Linked DNA regions of Triticum aestivum: region 2 is linked to region 1. Evidence: chromatin contacts called from public Hi-C data. All regions are on one chromosome and are shown on one strand. The core of a region is the stretch at or near the end of the contact, and the rest is flanking DNA. Distances in the headings are between cores, read along the strand shown.

What was found. Hi-C and Micro-C count contacts between places; a contact is called where the count stands out from the background.
Region 2: a Hi-C map of leaf shows a contact between it and region 1, with 4 times the contacts expected there. The contact joins the promoter of LOC123160357 here to the promoter of LOC123160040 in region 1. A contact is called at or near these places in 2 of 5 Hi-C or Micro-C datasets (leaf and an unstated tissue) and 1 of 1 datasets of contacts at active chromatin or transcription factors (leaf).

Annotation. Positions count from the first base shown.
Region 1 is chr7B:719,395,540-719,398,836 of IWGSC CS RefSeq v2.1, reverse strand. It overlaps LOC123160040 (endoplasmin homolog), which reads left to right and starts at 1,980. Exons shown (of 15, transcript XM_044577866.1): 1 at 1,980-2,203; 2 at 2,923-3,043; 3 at 3,131-3,284. The coding sequence starts at 2,137.
Region 2 is chr7B:719,530,736-719,534,248 of IWGSC CS RefSeq v2.1, reverse strand. It overlaps LOC123160357, which reads left to right and starts at 2,213. Exons shown (of 2, transcript XM_044578166.1): 1 at 2,213-2,595; 2 at 2,724-3,513. The coding sequence starts at 2,569.

The DNA.
Region 1 (3,297 bases), core at 731-3,230:
GCAAATAAACTTGAACATGCCAATATGTACTGACCACAACTGATTTTAGTGTGACTGAAAATTCTGCATGAACAATTGTGTCACATATGTTTGAAACCTCTGAATATGTCTGAAACTTCTGAATATAGCTAGGCATACAAAAATCTGATTGTCAATCCGGGCTTATGGGGATCTTCTAATGACTTGCTAGACCGGACGTATATTATGTATGAAGACCAATAGATTTGAATACTGTTCGCCAAACCTGTTGCTTTTTTCCTGAACATAGATCAAAAACCTTGATCCTTGTAAGGTGTTGATTCTACAAAATCTGTATGTCTGGCCACACATGAATCAAAGTTGTTTCTTGTGCTGTGGTTGGGGTGAGGTGGGGAACGTCTAGAATGAGTTTTCTGAATTTTGCAGTAAGGGGGTAGTCCAGTGAGATCAAATTTTGAAGATTTTCTCTGAATTTTGTTTTCTCAGAGGCACACATGCATGTCTGAAGAACTAAGCACAACTGTATTAGTCGCCGGTGCTTTATGCAAACAAAAGCAAAAAACTTTTTTCCCTGGGACATACAGGCATGCATGTTTGATGAGCTAACTAGAATGTTTTTAGCTTCCAGTTCACGCCACCTCTCACTGATATGGTTAAGGCTAAATCCCGTCAAATACCACTCGCACAAAGCTGAAAATAGCAACGGTCGATTTTTTCTGTTTGTTGTTACATATATAAATGTGCACAGATTCTTTTGTCTTCTTTTTTCATGAATTGTATTTGTAATGTTTTTGTATCTTTTATGGGCAATGCGGACGGCTAAAGCGTGCGGAGAATGTCAAGAGAGGGCGGGGTCGACCGAATTTGACATGGGAGGAGTCCGTTAAGAGAGACCTGAAGGATTGGAGTATCGACAAAGAGCTAGCTATGGACAGGGGTGCGTGGAAGCTTGCTATCTATGTGCCAGAGCCATGAGTTGGTTGCGAGATCTTATGGGTTTCACCTCTAGCCTACCCCAACTTGTTTGGGACTAAAGACTTTGTTGTTGTTGTTGTTGTTGTTGTTGTATCTTTTATGAAATTTTCCCCCTGAATTCTTCCACTTTTTCGAATGCCGAACTCTGAATTTCCAGCGTTTTTTTATGTATCTCACATGAAGGATTTTTTGTTTTGTTTTGTAGCCCCGCTGCTTTATTTTTGTGATCACCGCCATACTTCCGGATGAGTTCTACCAGTTAGTACAAACGATGGATTCCAATTCAGGCATTTAGCAGGGAAGACATGGCTAATATTTATCTTGGTCAGTGTCTTTGTTTTCACCAACGAAACATATGACTTGTGTACCATCAATGCGCGTCAGATCAGACGGCTCCGTCACCGTATACTACTGTTGGGCGTTGCGCATCCGTTCTACTCTCTATGGTCGCATTCATTACACGTACAAACGCGTCACTGTCCCATTGGCACGCATAGCGGGAGCGGGCGAGCTCGTCCGCTCTATCGCCATTCTCTAGCTCTCTGTCAGTATCACTGGACGTGTTTTTTTTTATTTGAGGATCGTATCACTGGAGGAGTTGTGCTTCTCGTTGGGCTGAGCCGGTGCTAATGGCCCAGCCAGCCCGAAAGCCCAGTAACTTTAACTCTGACGTCCATCCCACGGCGACGAGTCAACACCCAGTTGACTGACCAGGCCAGCCCAAACGCACCCATCACGGCCCTTGGCCCACCACGAGTCCACCCCGCGAACGAATGATATCCACTCCACTGAGCCGCGGCGAACTTTCTAGCGCATCGCGTGTCGTCGACGTCGACGACCCGTCCCGCACCAATCCCGCCCCGCCACGTGTCCGCCCCCTTCAACACCCACACGAGACCCCCGCCCGTCCGATCCTCCAGCTCGCCCCGACGGACGGCCGGGGCACGCGCTCCACGTCGAGCTCCCCCGCGCCAACCACTGACGGCCCGCCGCGTGGCCGGAGCCACATCGCGGCCGTCCGCCCGTCCGCGTGGCGCCATCCCGCCCGCGCGGACCGGGCGTGCGGGGTCTCCTCCTCGCCCGTTTAAATGGGTCGCGCATCTCGCCGGCCCCGAAGCCAAGACGAAGGCGACGACGAGCTCACCCAGTTTTGGTTGCAGAGTGAAGCGGCGGCCGGCGACGATGCGCAAGTGGGCGCTCTCCTGCGCGCTCCTCCTCGTCCTCCTCCTCACCACGCTCCCCGATCCAGGCAAGCCCCCCTCCCCCTCCCTCGCCGCCGCCGCTATAGCTCTCTTCCCTCCTGTTTTTTTCGGGTGATTTGTGCCGCTGGCCGGCGAATTTAGGTGGTAGCTCGTGATCTGTTGGGTTCGAGGCAGCGCGCGTAGATTTGGCCGCAGGAGGTGGCTTATCAGTTCTGCAGCCCGCGTGGCCGCTTGATTTTCGCGGCGGCGCTCCCATCTGATGCTTGAATCCCGCTTAATTCCCAGTAGGAAGTCCAGATGGAATTTGTTCCGGTTGTTTGATCCGTTCGTGTAGAGGCTAGTGCCACCGGGCGCCATCTATGGTGGTAAATTTTAGTCCAGTTTCCGCTGTAGATCTCGCATCTGAATTACTGGCTCTGTCCCGATGCGGGCTCGCGGCCACCCCGATCTGGTGTGGTGGCAGGGCCGCAGGGGTTTGTTCCGTGTTCGGCATTACTGGCTTACTTCGTTCTTAGATCCGTCGTGTGTTATTAAATTTTCAGCCAAATTATGCTGCTAATTAAGTCGTGGGGTTTAAATAGGGTTTAGTCCAGTAACTCGCTAGATTTGTGCACCAATCTAGCGTTTACTTAGCGGAAACCTAGTGCTGCTTGCTACTGATCTAGTTCTCTACCACACTCTTAGTGAATTCAAACACCTGTACCTATCTGCTGTACATCAGTACTCCATATTCGAGTTGTTTGCCTGATCCTCGATGTGCCTGCAGCTAAGAAGCTCCAAGTCAATGCCGAGGAGAGCAGCGACGAGGTGGGCGACTTTCCCAAGGTAGAGGAGAAGCTTGGGGCCGTCCCCCATGGCTTGTCCACCGACTCCGAGGTTGTCCAGAGGTGCGCACTAATGCCTGACCAACGCTGATGGTTCCAATTTCATGCCGTTGACATTCTGTGCTGATATCATGACTTTGATGTGCGAAGGGAGTCCGAGTCGATCTCGAGGAAGACCCTCAGGAACTCGGCCGAGAAGTTTGAGTTCCAGGCCGAGGTCTCCAGGCTCATGGACATCATCATCAACTCACTCTACAGCAACAAGGACATCTTCCTGAGGGAGCTCATTTCCAATGCATCTGATGTATGTATTATTG
Region 2 (3,513 bases), core at 964-3,463, 140 kb before region 1:
AAGCACATATACGGTGTAGGATGGAAAATAAAAAACCATGCATGTCTGTGTATTACTGAAACGTTGCACCGCACGTAGGTCTATATGTAAGAGTTCCATATCCCCTTTCACATAGACAATGTTTACCGAGAAAATGTTTGCTCAACACGCATTTCATCTTTATATTGTTCCTACAACTATAAAACAGTTCGTCAACATGTGACAACATTTTGAAAGATTATGCTTGTGGTAGACTTGTACATGGGAGCAAGGTGAGAATTATACACAATCACCAGGCTGTATGTCAGATTATTTGTTAGTCACAATACTTCCAATCATTGAGATTTTGGATGCAGATTCTTGAAGTTCGTCCTGTGGTTGGCTGATTCAAGGAAAAACTTGTTGAATTTTTTCTTGAATCGCTTGAACTAACCCAGGGTGAAGATGTTCTTCTTATCTATTAACTGAACCGGCCATCGACGGAGCAGTCAAAGAAGCAACCTGCGGTAGCAAAAGCAAGAAAACATGGCACTCTGCCAGTGTGCATGCATGATCCAGTATTACAGTATTACGTGCATTGTAGGATTCCAATACTGGTAAGATTTTGATTTAAGATAGTAGCTGTGTAATATATATGCATATATATAAAGTATGTAAAGGTTCTATACTCTGAAGCCTAATGTTTTGTGGCTCATGTCTTCTTCTTTTTTTGGCAACCCGTGCCTCATGTCTGAATTCAGGTGAACCAGCCAAGATACAGAACAAACAATATCGACCGCTGCTAGATGCTCTGCGCACAGGTGCAAAAATAAACTTAATTCTTTGCCGAAAACAATACTACTACTCCAAGAAGCTAAAATCTGCTAGGTTTGTTATTATCAACCGCTGCTAGCTGCTCTGCGCACACAGGTGGGAGTATCTATCACTAACATGTCTTATCTTCAACCCTCTCATCTCATGGGCTTCAGATGGAGACAATGCATATCACATTCCACACCCACAGTCCATAATCAAGTTGCCGTTAGAAATAGTTGGAGTACGTAGTAGGAGTAGTATATATGCACACCTGACACAGCCCGACTTTTGATGTCTTATCTTTAATGCTAACATTTAAAAACCCGACTTTTGATGGATGAATTTTCTTTATCCATTTTTCTTCATGATTGAGCATCTCAATCAACTTGCGCACCATCGAACCCCTCAAAAGAAAAGAAAAAAAACTTACACGCCATAGAATATGGATGTATCAGTAGGATCGAGATCCCTTTTTGAAACAAATTGAACTCATCTGTCATGTGTAGATGTCCTCTATTTTCATTCTTGTATGTCACCTTTGTTATCTTGTTTCTACTGGAATATGATGGATCATACGTACATGTCGACCACGACAATGAGCATATCGTAAATTTTAGACCCATGAGAGGGTAAGATGCAAACAATTTAAACAGCCCTGCATGGCACTTTGGGTTGTCTCTAGGTTGTTTGGTTTTTGACTTTTTTTTCTCAAATACAGTCACTCCATACATAACGTACAAAGAAAAAATTGCACACTCAAGCTGTAATAACTTTCACATGCCTAGCGCTTTTTAGATAAAATCTGCCTAGAAATTTCTCTTTTTATGTTTGTCACACGAAATTCCTAGTGTTTTTACATAAAAACTGCACCATCTTTTTTCTGCATTGGTGCTCTAAATCAAAACAAGACTGTAAAGCTAACCAAATCTCCAGCAGTTCTCACATAAAGTAACTCAGAGAAAGAAAACATCCATACAATTTAATGAGGTAAAATTTTGATAGTTCAAAGATGTACAAAACTTATTTTGGCGGGACAAAAAAAAAGCCTACAGTGGTTTTAGGAGATTTTCTTATGCCCAAGTTGATTCCGAAAAATGCAACTTAGACTTATCTCCTAGTTGCACTGGAAAAGTTTTAGTTCAAAACTTTTGAAAACTTGGAACTTTTAGAAATTTGAACTTCCAGAAGAAGGCAAGTTTGAGAAATGTGAAACTTCCAAAATTTCAAAAATTTCAAAACTTTTGGAATTTCATCTTCAGAAAAAATAAATCCAACATCAAAAGAAAACACATGTGAGCGTGGGTCTTGAGAGAGAAGTGGTCGATCACGTGGTCACATGTTGTCCCGCACTTGTCTTCTGTCTCATTTGAATGGCAAAAGCGAGCCAGCATGTACGTTCCTCGTGTAATGGACAAGTGTTGGAACCCGCGCACTTGTTGTCGGATGCAGCAGCACGCTGCGTGCTCGCGTGGGAGACTGAGCTCTTTGGCAAAAGAAGACATTATCTTACCTGTGCAGCCGGCCACTAGCTACTCGAAATCCCTGCCAAAAAGAAAAATAATGGGTCACTCGGCATCCCCGCAGCATAAAGAAAAATAATGGGTCACTCGGCCGTATGGTGACTCGGAACGGAGTAGCTGCATCTGACTGGTTTGATATAGGTATATTCATACACGCGATCCGTTCATTCTTCTTGTAGTACTACCTCTCTTGAGCTCTCACTCCAGGAGCTAGCAATTTCGTTGCGGTTCTGCGACATAGCTTGCTGCCGTAAGCCGAATCAACCTTCATATCATGCTGGGTAACGTAGCTCATCCACAGGTACGCATTCATTCATTGATACATACATACAATACATACATACATACATACTACTATTTCTCCAAACTTGTGACATATTTCGAATATATATGTATGCATATATGCTTATATTTAGTTCTTGCTTGTAGGTTGGCGTACCAATGGGTGGAACACTGATGCAATCTTGGATGGAGCTGTGGAATGAGTGGGAGATCCAAACTGTTGTTGTCGCCAGCTTCAGTCTGCAGGTTCTCCTCTTTTTCTTTGCTGGGATCCGCCGCTACACCGTCTCTTCTATTCTCAAGGTCCTCCTCTGGTTTGTATATCTGTTTGCTGATGTCGTTGCAACATATGGCCTGGGTCACATGTCCTCGTCAGTGTCGAAGAAATCGTCTAGCGAGCACCAGCTAGTGGCGTTCTGGGCGCCATTCCTCCTGCTGCACCTCGGCGGCCAGGACACCATCACTGCGTATGCCTTGGAGGACAATGAACTCTGGCGGCGCCACCCCCCAAGGCGACGTACACCTTTTCTCCTGAGGATTTATGCCTATTTTTCCCCCAAGACCTTTTCTCGTGAGGGGGATGACCAAAAAGGTGGAGACTGCTTCACCAAAAACAAACAATTTAGAGCATATGAATTTATTGTGATGACAGCACACGAGTTGCGCCATGTACTTGTCAAGCCTTTAATCATAGACAGGAATGAGGCGTCCATAGACTGGAATTATAAAACAACTGCTCTTGTAAAGGGTCTTGTACAAGGATTTCCATGGCAAGACGACGAGAGCGAAGATGCATTGGCAAAGGAGCAGAGGACTGTTGGGGAGCTGTACAAGGGAATAGAGGTGCAGCTCGGCCTGATGTATGACATGCTCTACACCAAGGCAGAAGTGATCCACAAAAGCCGTGGCCACTGGATCCGTGCCATTTCACTTGTGT